Regions from separate parts of the Sus scrofa genome. Here region 2 is linked to region 1. A link is a contact called in public promoter capture Hi-C data. All regions are on one chromosome and are shown on one strand. Each heading gives the region's core, a stretch centred on a gene start, on an enhancer-like site or on the middle of the called end of the contact. The rest is flanking DNA. Distances are from core to core; before and after follow the strand shown.

Region 1 (5,591 bases), core at 1,992-4,491:
AAAACTGAACTTAATGCTAGACCTCATGTCTAGCATTTGTCACTTTTAACAATTAAAATACCATAATTACACGAACTGCTATGCAAGTTATTGCAGTTTTTAAATATTAATACTAAGAAAGTTACATATAGGTTCTTACCTGCTTGAAATTTGTAACCGCTTTAATAACAGGAGAAGCTGTTATCAGGAGAATATCTTCTGATGGAAAGTCAATTGCCAACTTATTAAAAAAGAAATAGAAACGACATGATAAATAACAAAGTATTAGTACATATGGCATGGGGGTGAGTCAAGAAAAATGTAGTTTTAATAATGTTGCTAACTTAGGAAACTATAAACTCACTGTTCTTCATCTAAAGGTCTCCATTATCCTGGGTCTTGGTCATATTTACGGGATTGTGGTGAATAATGTTCAACTCTAACATTGATTAAAATGAAAAATACATTTAAACTAAAGTCTAACAATTGTCATGCAGAGGATGAGAAAACTATCTTCCTAATTAACAGCTAAACCCACTTATATTTATTGTAAAATAATAATTTCATTCTCCTTCAGGATTTATAAGCATTTATAACCTCAGCACCTTTCCTAAGTGCTTTGGCACTCTGCACCTCCAAATGACCAATCAGGATATATTCTGAGAAGAAAATGCCACTTTAATATTAGCCTTTTTCTGAGTTCCCACTGTGGTTCAACAGCTTAAGAACTCCACATAGTGTCTGTGAGGATGCAGGTTCGTTTCCTGGCCTAGCTCTGTGGGTTAAGGATCTGGTATTGCCACAAGCTGTGGTGCAGGCTGCAGATCTCACATTGTTGTGGCTGTGGTGTAGGCCCACAGCTGCAGCTCCGATTTGACCCCTAGCCTGGGGACTTCCATGAGCCATAGGTGCAGCCTTTAAAAAAAAAAAAAAGTTGGCCTTATCAAAATTTCAAAGTTTAACTTTCTAATTTTTCCTCATTTTCCTCTATACAACCTCTCTCTCGCTCACTTTATGTTTCTTGAAAATATTTTCTTATCTCTCGCTGCAGTTCCTTATCTCCACCAATCTCTATTTCTATCTCCACTATACAATCAAAATTAAGCATATTCAAGTCACCTATACAGCCTTTAAACCCACCAGATTCTTTTTAGTGCCTTCTTATTTAAACTTTCTATAATATTCTCAATATTATCACTCTCTCCATCTTCCTTTCCTTTGCATATTCTGTAATTTACTTTCCCACTTTCTGTTTCCACCAGACCCTCAATAGCCCTATTACTAAAATCACCTGTAAGTTGGCCTTCCAGTCTCATATTAACCAGTTACCCCTATCCCAAACACATTATAACTATCTTTCAAAAGTTTTCATTTGATCACATTTCTCCACTGCTCAAAATTGTTCAACTACTTATAAGTTCTTATTAAATTCTTAACTTGACTACAAGATCCTTTATGTATCTGCCAGTCTTTGTCCTTTATGTACCACATGCTTTCAGCTTTCTTCTTCCAGATAATGCCATGCTTTTCCACCTGAGATTACAGGTGGAATCTCTTTGGAATGTCTGTCTTTTCTTGTCTACCTGGTAAACTTTTACTCATTCTTCTATACAGGTATAACTCAGATATACTATGGGTCCAGTTCCAGGCTACTGCAATAAAGTGAGTAATGCAATAAAGCAAGTCACATGCAATTTTGGTTTCCCAGTGCATATAAAAGTTATGTTTGCATTATACAGTTGTCAATATTAAGTGCACAACAGCATTATTTCTAAAAGAAAAATGGACGTCTTAATTAAAAAATACTTTGCTAAAATATGCTAATCATCATCTGAGTCTGCAGTGAGTTGCAATCTTTTTGCAATAGTAACATCAAAGATTACTCATCACAGATCACCATAACAAACAGAATGATTTATAAGTCTGAAATACTGGTAGGAATTTCCAAAATATGACGGAGTCACAAAGTGAGCAAATGCTGTCAGAAAAATGGCACCTAAAAGGCTTGCTGGACAGGGTTGCCACAAACCTCCAACTTGTAAACAATGCAACGTGAAGTATAATAAATCAAAGTGCAATAAAATGAGCTATGCCTGTAAGACAAAAGGACATCTACTGTGAGAAAGGATACTTCTCCCCTAATTTACTACTTACCAACTCTAAAGGCACCCCTAAGATACCAAACACACTGAGGAAATAATTTACATGTCTCTTCCACTACCCTGTGGGTCTCTAAAAAGGAGGTACCATTCTCTGTATTTATCTGATCAGCCATTAGTACAGTGACTGGATTATAGGTGTTTACTTGGTGAATAAATGAAAAATACACATCCCAAGATTAAGAGTTGAGGAAAAATACTTCAAATTCTTATGACATCAGTGACTACTTATGTTTACTTTTTACCAGCGAAATAACCCATTCTTTATTAGAATACATGTATATATGTAGTCTGACTAGTCACTGTAAATCAGAAACTTATTCCCTCGCTGTATTTAATCCCTTGCTGGCTGTTTTACAAAACATTACTATAGATGACATATCTATAGTATCTTGGGAGTGCCAAGTACAGGAAACTTACGTAAGAGATTATCACTTAGTTATCTCTTAGTTATGATGCACTACGGACCTGGAATTTAGGCGGAAGCGGAATTCAATCAGCTAATTTAAGAAAAGGGGCTGAATTTTCCGACCAAGTACTTCCTAGTTATAACCCCTCCCACCCCCTAGCCCCCCCAACCCCCGGTCTGCTCCGCTATTACTAGGACCAGAAGCGGGTTCACTCTGCTTTAGTTTCCCCGCTAATAACTTGCTCGCCACCTCTCCTTTCAGCGCCTGAAGCGAAGCTTGAGAGGTACTAAGGATGTCACCTGACGGCCACGACACACTCTACAATACTTGGGAGCCGGAATGAGTGAAGGGAGAAAAACAAAGCGGCTAGAAAGCTACCTGGAAAAAGGACTAGGAAAGGCGGCAGGAGGGAACCCCGAGCGCCACCGCCGCCGGGGTCGAGGAGAAGGGAGAAGCCTGCGCGCCTGCTTTACCTGCTCCGCACAGGTAACGCCCGCGATGCCACCGCCGACCACCACAAACTTCCCTGCTGTAGGGGGCGAGCGCGCTACCTCCATGCTCTCGGACCTCCAGCGGTTTGCAGACAACAGTGGTGGAGCCAAAAAAGTTTGGATTTCGGGAGAGGGAGCGGCGCCAGGCGACCACTTCCGTCGTTTGCCCCTGAGAGTCCGAGGTACGGGTGCCTCGGAGCTCACACTTATTCCCTTCGCGCTCCTGAGAATCCGAGGTACGGGTGCCCGGGAGCTCATACTTAGTCTCTTCGCTTATCTGCTGGGGCTGCGGTTCCTAAGCGCAGAGGCGGCTTGTTGATTGCAGGGCTTTGCGTTATTATCACCGCTGCTAAATGTCTTTTTTCCACGTAGGTTTGATATGACAAAAGCCAAAGTAAAGTAGATGGGTTGTTCAAAGAGCCTTAACAGGTTGTCTAAGACAGATCAGTGTTCTCACGGGGCAGCGCGTTCTTAGAATCAATGAACTGCTCTGAACTTCTCACTGTTGGTTCCTGCGGGAGGTTAAACATAGTTCAACTCTTAAAACTCAATGGTAGAAGGAACATCATCCTTCCCTATCCTTAACCAAGCAATCTAAGATTTTACCTTTTGGAAGCAAATTATTCATAGACACATGAATCAAGGCAAAGCAATACTATGGATTGTTCTCTAAGAAGTTGTTCCCGTTGACAATTTTGATCTCAACGATAAATTTCTGCAGTATATAGAGTTGCTCGCCACTTTGTAAAAATAAACCACCATTTCCTCCCCAGTTTCCAGTAAATAACATCTGTGAAGACTGAATTAAATATTCCCAATCTAATTTGTAAAAATTATTTTTACGATATTCAAATTATTGCAGTATTTACTATTTTACATTATTTTACTATTTTCTATTACCTTCGCTGTCTAATATAATCCTTCCCCTGGGGGTTGTATTATAATATTAAGAAGGTGCTATTTCTCTAAATGGCTCATTCCAAAACTGGGAATTATCAGTCCCCCTTTAATTCTTAAATTCTGGAAATAACCAGGCTGTATAACAGGAAAACCTAACACATCTAATTACAGATATTTACTGATATCCCTAATAATGATTGTGCTTTGATTTAATAAGTTAAATAGTAGGCAGTTAAATAAGCAACTCTAATTCCTGTTACTAGCTTAGGCAACCAAATAATGCATTTCGAGGAGGAGGAGAATGTACTTTAAACCTGTATAGATCGAGTCTTGTTTACTTCTCTTACCTCTGTTTTCACTGGATCTCATTCAACTCACTGTGCTTTAGCTAGAACCACGCTTGCAGCTTCCAGGATAGGTATGTTCTTTCTTTTCTGAGCATTTGCACATAACTCTTTCTTTAATACTCTTTCCCAATGGGTTTTCCCTAGCTAATTCCCCGCTGACCTTTGGTTCAACCATCCATGACCTCCCTTAAGAAGCTTTATCTAATTTCTTTAAGACTGAGGCAGGTATCCTCTCTGTGTTCCAATAGTCCCTTGTCATCCCCTGAATTCAGAGTTAAAACACTTTTTTTTAATCTGATGTGGGTCTGATTCCTCTCCCCCCTCCAACCACAAACTCCTTAATCTCAGGGATTATTACTTTTCCCTCTCTGTATCTTCAGACCAGTTTTTTGCTAAATATTATGGTGTATGCCTTTGGAGTCTGGAGTAGACAAGGTCAGCTTCAGAGAAGGCAGGATTTATACTGAATCTCCAAGGCTCAGTAGCCTTTGGATGGGTTCAGAGGAGCTATCTGGCCACCCAACAGGAAATATCTCAACTACCAAAAGTTTCATGGCAGAAGTGAGTACAGGAAATATAGGAGATGGCAAAAAGAAAGAGGGAAAAAAAAATAGTTGAGGAGTTTAGGAATAATCTGGAAAAATTGAAGGGAATTAAACCCTCTTTGTCTTGCTACTTCTACTTCCTTAACTTTTTTTTTTTTTTTAAATGTCATCTCTGACTTTTAAACTATTAAATGAAAACCTAGCTTCCAATTCTTTACTAAGCTGATTACAGAAATATCTAAAATAAGAGAATTTAGATTAATTTATGGAGCTGACTGAAAATTGGGAAAGAACAATGAAATTTTATGCAGTAGTTAATGATTTAGTCAAGTATGGTGCTAGCATTTCCTTAATTATGTGATCTTTAGTGAGTTACTTCCCCACCTAAGCCTTAGTTTCCTTGTTTGCAAAGTGGCTGTAAGATCTACTTTGTGGAGTTGTTTTGAGGTATAGATGAGATAAAGTATTTAAGCTTTCTAGCTGGGTGGGGTCAATGGCTAAAGTGTCTGCTCCTGGGAGGTTGAACAGTCTGTATATCTTGGAGTAAAATATTTTATGGACATTCCTTTTATTTTTTTTTAATTTTTTTTTTTAGGGCCACACCCGAGGCATATGGAGGTTCCCGGTCTAGGGGTCCAATCAGAGCTGTAGCCGCCAGCCTACACCACAGCCATGGCAACATGGGATCCAAGCCATTTCTGCAATCTACACCACAGCTCATGGCAGCGCCAGATCCTTAACCCACTGAGCTCAGGGAGGC
Region 2 (5,591 bases), core at 1,505-4,004, 61 kb after region 1:
GTGACATTAACTATTGCAATTTAGAAGTTTTGTTAAATAAAAATAGGTCTTATTAATTCATTTTTTCCCCCATGAAAAGTTTTTGAATGTGTCTGAAAAGCTGAAATGTTTTCATTGAATAAGTTGGCAAATTAGGAACACCGAGTGTTAATTGAATCACATTTAATTCTTACCAAGTCCTTGGCTTTAAACACACAGTTTGCCTCAGTTAAGACAATTGTTTAAAAACTTCTCTCAAGGCTGGAAGTACTTGCTGAGGCATGGTGATAAAACCTGCACGGTATCACAGTGCTCAAAAGGGAAACCAGAATCTTCTGACCTGGTAATTGTCTGTGTTACCAACTCCACCCTCGATGTGTCCTTAGCTATATGGGAAAAATAGCCACTAAGAAGAGTGGAGACAACTTGATACCAAGAAGAATAAGTTCTCTCCCTGTCTTGTCTGTTTGGGTGGCTCTATAGCGCTCTAATATATCGAAATATAAACAAGGAGGAATAAAAGGAAAAAAAGTAGGGAAGATTGGGTTCTAAATGTATGAACATGAAGGAATGACAGTTGAGAAGTTTATGATAAAAGCAGATGTATTACAGATGAAAATCAAAGAAGAGCAGTTCCCACTCTTTTGAAAAATTATCCCATTCTATGGGTTTTTCTAAAATTAGTGTCATATAGTTGCACTATAGTTAAGATGACTTGGAATTTTACCACAGGGATTTCAGCATGAGTTCATTTGTACTGTCATTTAGAAAGGCCAAATGTGGTTTCTAATAATTTTCACCCATGACCTATGGATTTTTTTTTACCACTTACTTTCCAAACAATTTGTGTTTGATCATATGCTGTCTAGTTCTATTCCAATGTTTTATTTGTTTGTTTTGTTTTTTTCTTTTTAGGGCTGTACACATGACACATGGAAGTTCCTAGGCTAAGGGTTGAATTGAAGTTGCAGCTGCTGGCCTATACCACAGCCACAGCAACGCAGGATCTGAGCCACGTCTGCAAATTATACCACAGCTGATGGCAAAGCTGGATCCTTAACCCACTGAGCAAGATCAGGGATCAAACCCGCATCCTCATGGATACTAGTCGGGTTTGTTTCTCCTGCACCACAATGGGAACTCCTCCAATGTGTTTTACTGAAAAGTTTTACCTTTCCCAATAAAAGCATCGATTCCTTGGGCTCTGGGTCCAAGTACCTTCCACAAAACCTTATACATCTTTAACTAGTTTATATTGTCTTTAGGACAATTTGTCTGTCTTGCTCACTGCTGAAATCTTGTGCTTAGCACAATGACTTTTGATAGATATTTATTGTCTTCATGAGAGAATGAATAAAGAAAACTAAGCTCATACACAATTGTTCAGTGGCTGTTGCCTTAATCTGTGTAGGGGAGTGGGATTCAGGTTTTAAAAAATTAGTGCCATTTAGGATATTGTTAAATGGATACTGTTCAAAGGATTTTAATAAATTAAAACAGGGAATATTGTTAAGATAGCATCTGGCAACTTGAAGTAGATTTAGTAGAATAGATATTATCAGAGTGAAATATTTTGGTTTTTGGTGCTAAATATTGTCCTAGTTTCAAGATATAGAATAGACAAAATCTTTGACAATGGATTAGTAGAATTTAATAGAGTTTGTCATCTTTTTGTTTTACATATAAAACATTTTATATACAAACATGTGTGCCTATATATTATATATACACAGATACACATATATCTGTATTTATTATATTTGTATACATATGGATCTCCACTTATATGTTTGATCTAATGCTAAACCTCATATCTTAACTTGCAATTGTCAGATTTTTTTCCAGATCGTAGAATTATTTGTTATTTTTACTTAGGCTACTTCCACTATTAAAATTCCATGTCTCCCCAGGTTCTGTGAATCGGCAGTGCCCTAGAGAATGTTTCCCTTCCTGAGACTCCAGGGAAGTCTTGGAACGCAAAGAACTTGAAGAGGGCACCTGGCCAAACAGAGATTTTTGAGACTTGGTAGGCTTGCTAAAGCAGATTTTTTTTTTTTTTTTTTTTTTTCAGTACAAACACAAATCAAAGTCTGTGTGTTCCTAAAAGCAGCATCATCATGTAAGTCCAAGAAGCTCACTGGTTTTATTTGTTTTGGCTAAAGAAATGAAAAACTTTGTCTTAACCACGTGGTCATTATTTTGCAAGAGGACCATAACAAATTATTCTAATCTTTGATCTCACTAAAGAGTAACTAAAGTGATTTGATGTAACTTTTTCAATGGAAAATTAACAGCTAAATCTTCTCCAATGGCATTGTTTTCTGGATCTGAATCAGAAGCTGTTTTTTTTTTTTTTTGTCTTTTTACCTTTTCTAGGGCCGCTCCTGCGGCATATGGATGTTCCCAGGCTAGAGGTCTAATTGGAGCTGTAGCTGCCGGCCTACATCAGAGCCACAGCAACACGGGATCCGAGCCACATCTGCAACCTACACCACAGCTCACAGCAATGCCGGATCCTTAACCCACTGAGCAAAGCCAGGGATCGAACCCGCAACCTCATGTTTCCTAGTCGGATTCGTTAACCACTGAGCCACGACCAGAACTCCCTCAATCAGAAGCTTCCTAGGTATTTTCATAACACAGTGGATTCTGATTCTTTTTTTCAGTGTCAGAGTTTTCTTCTAAAGAATGACAATTTATGATTTTGTCAATAGTTTAATAGATTTTTGTCTTCTTAAAAGAATAGAACTAAGAAATATCAAGATTTAAAACATACATACCTTGGAAGACTCAGAAGGAGCAACATGGGAGAAACTGAGAAAACCATTGAAACTCATAGAATAAGATGTCTCTCCAAGTTGAAGGTATGGACTTGCTTTATGTGGATATGTGTATATGCACTGTATTTTTTAAAAAACTTAGACCTTGTAAACGTGCTTATATTTTTGTGTAGTGATCTAATATAAATGTGATAGTATCTGATATATTGATAATTTCTTGCTTTAATGAATTTGATTTGTAACTGAGAGTATGTATAAATAGGATTATTGATTCAGGCAACTTAATCAGAAGTAGTTTTGGGGATTTAAATGGAAGACAGGGTCTTAAACATCTTCAACACACATTATATTACAGTGCAATTTACTTTCTTGGATCCAAAGCCAATTTAATGCTAACCCTTCTGGGGTTTCTAAGTCAGAGGAGTTTGGAGGGTGCTTCTGGCAAATAGTTCATTGAACAGAAATACTTAGTTGATTTAAATTCAGTGATGACTTCACAATGACCCACTGAAACAAACGTTTACTTCAAGCTTTGGCAACATATCAACCATTCTCTATAAGAAGAATGACCATTTTGTTAGCTGTTTCTGATACTCTTGACTATTTCAGAGCAAATTCTTGTTGCATAGCCTCAAAGCCATTTTGCCTTCAAAAACTTTTGCATTTATTCTAAACCAAGGGATCTGGATAATTGTTTTAGTTCTATAGCTAATGCCTGCAAGTGGTTTCCAAACTGTGATACTGCTGCTAATTTTCTTCCTATCAAAAGTTGTTTTTTTCTCTTCATACTGTATAGGAAAAGATCCACTCATGTACATAAAAATGGAGAATCATGATGTAGATCTAGAAAACCACTTTTGCTTAAAATGCCATGTTAATTTTATATTTTAAAAATCTTCTTAAATTTTTCCTTAATTCTCATGTCCGTCTCCTAAGATTGAGGGTTTAAAAATAGAGATTGAAACCCAGGCTTACCTCGGTTTCTATTGAGTTCAACTGCTTACTTGCTGTGTGACCTTGGTCAGGTTGTTTAACTTCTTCGTGCTTCGGTTTTCTTCTCTAAAAAGAGTAATTATAATACTCTTACCTCATAGAATTTTTTCTTTTTACCTTCTTTGAACAATGACTAGAATATGGTAAACATTCAACAAATATTAGCAATATTATTAATAGTTTTTGTGGATAAAAGTTAAATTGGTATTATTTACAAACAATTGGTCTTTAATTTTTTATTATTTTGGAGTTTGCCAGGGATAGATATTGATGTGAATGTTACAGAAAAATATTGCAAGTACAAGTTTATCAGGTAAAAGTGAGAGACAATTGCTTAATAGCTAGCTGGGTTTTTCTGTTTCTCTGACCTTAGAAATACACTCATTAAGCAAAAATTTTTGGAAAGTATTAAAGGACTGTCTTCAACAAATTTGTTTCAAACTCTGGGGTATTATTAAAAACTGGTAATATAGCACTGAGGACTACATCTAGTCACTTATGATGGAGCATAATGGAGGATAATGTGAGAAAAAGAATGTGTATGTGTATGTGTGACTGGGTCACCTTGCTGTACAGAATGGACAGAATTAATTAACCAGCTATAATGGAAAAAATAAAAATCACTAAAATTTTTTTTAAAAAGCTGGTAGGACTAGCTTTACAAACATAGAGGTTATTTTGCATTAGACGTGAGTCGTAGTAGCCACTAGTTGCTTTCTATCTATGAAAGCAACTGGGTTAGGCAGCCCATTTGGTGTTTCAGGAAAAGAGCATTAGGATCATGATTTCTCTAGTCTCCTTTCTCAAAATGTAAGATAAAATAACTTCTCTCCAATATGATTTGTACTTTATTTGGTAGACTTTGCTTGCATTTAAATATAAAATCTGAATTATAAAGCCATGTGAAAATTGTTTACTATCAACGATGTGCTCTGCAAAGATTTACAGTGTGAGGAGAGACAGAGTTTCTACTAATGGTATTTAATATAAAAGGACAAATAGCCAGAGATATAGCTCTGCTGTCTTGTCAGCCATTTAACAATGTGAGTTTTGACTCATATTGAGCTTGATATTTAAATTTCCCAGGTATTTTTCACATATATTTCTATTTAGATTTCTCCAAACTAATTGGTGCAGATTTTTGGCTTAGGTGTATTTAATCCTATTGAATTTCATGCTCCATTCGGCTTACATTCAGCTCTGGCTACCTCTTCAATATGTTTTTGGATACTCATTCAGTCATTAATTCAATGAACTTGTACTGGGTGCCTATTACTTGTGAGGCTTTTGCTAGACACCAAAGATGCAAAGGTAAATAATACATGGCTCCTATCTTTGGAAATTGCTCACAGTGTAGTGAGGAAGGAGGTTATAAACATCCAAACACAAAAAGTGCACTGTGCTGAGGGCTGTAATAGAGGCAGATGCACAGCAGGGTAGGAAGATAAGGAGTGCGTGGTTAAGGCTACCTGGGAAGTGGAAAGACAAGGAAGATTTCACAATAGAAATAATGATAGAGTTGAGTTTTAAATATTGAGCATATATTATCTGATGTGCAAAGTGTAGAAAGTCATTAAAAGTGGAGGAACACCTGTAAAAGGCACTGAGATGTAGAGTGGCATGGTGAATTAAAGGAACTATAAATAGAACATTCTCTCTAGGGAAAAGTAGCAGGAGGTCATAGTGAGGTATAGACAAATCTTTGGTTGTCACTTAAAAAGTAGGAAGTTTTGTTTATGGGAAGCCACTAAAAAGTCTCTAGAAATGGACTCACATGCTAACTATGCATTTTATTAATTCATTTGACAATTAATTACCAAGCTCCAAATTAGTGGTGGT

Evidence for each region. Promoter capture Hi-C pulls out the DNA fragments that hold promoters and counts their contacts.
Region 2: a contact with region 1 is called in a promoter capture Hi-C map of liver, with 6 times the contacts expected there. The contact joins the promoter of SLCO1A2 here to the promoter of PYROXD1 in region 1. A contact is called at or near these places in 1 of 5 promoter capture datasets (liver) and 7 of 47 Hi-C or Micro-C datasets (fibroblasts, liver and skeletal muscle).

Annotation. Positions count from the first base shown.
Region 1 is chr5:52,017,603-52,023,193 of Sscrofa11.1, forward strand. PYROXD1 (pyridine nucleotide-disulfide oxidoreductase domain-containing protein 1) reads right to left here and starts at 3,242. Exons shown (of 12, transcript XM_021092253.1): 1 at 3,022-3,242; 2 at 140-220. The coding sequence starts at 3,105. It also overlaps a transcript of SLCO1A2 not described here.
Region 2 is chr5:52,078,630-52,084,220 of Sscrofa11.1, forward strand. SLCO1A2 (solute carrier organic anion transporter family member 1A2) reads left to right here and starts at 2,755. Exons shown (of 14, transcript NM_001256595.1): 1 at 2,755-2,843. The coding sequence starts at 2,784.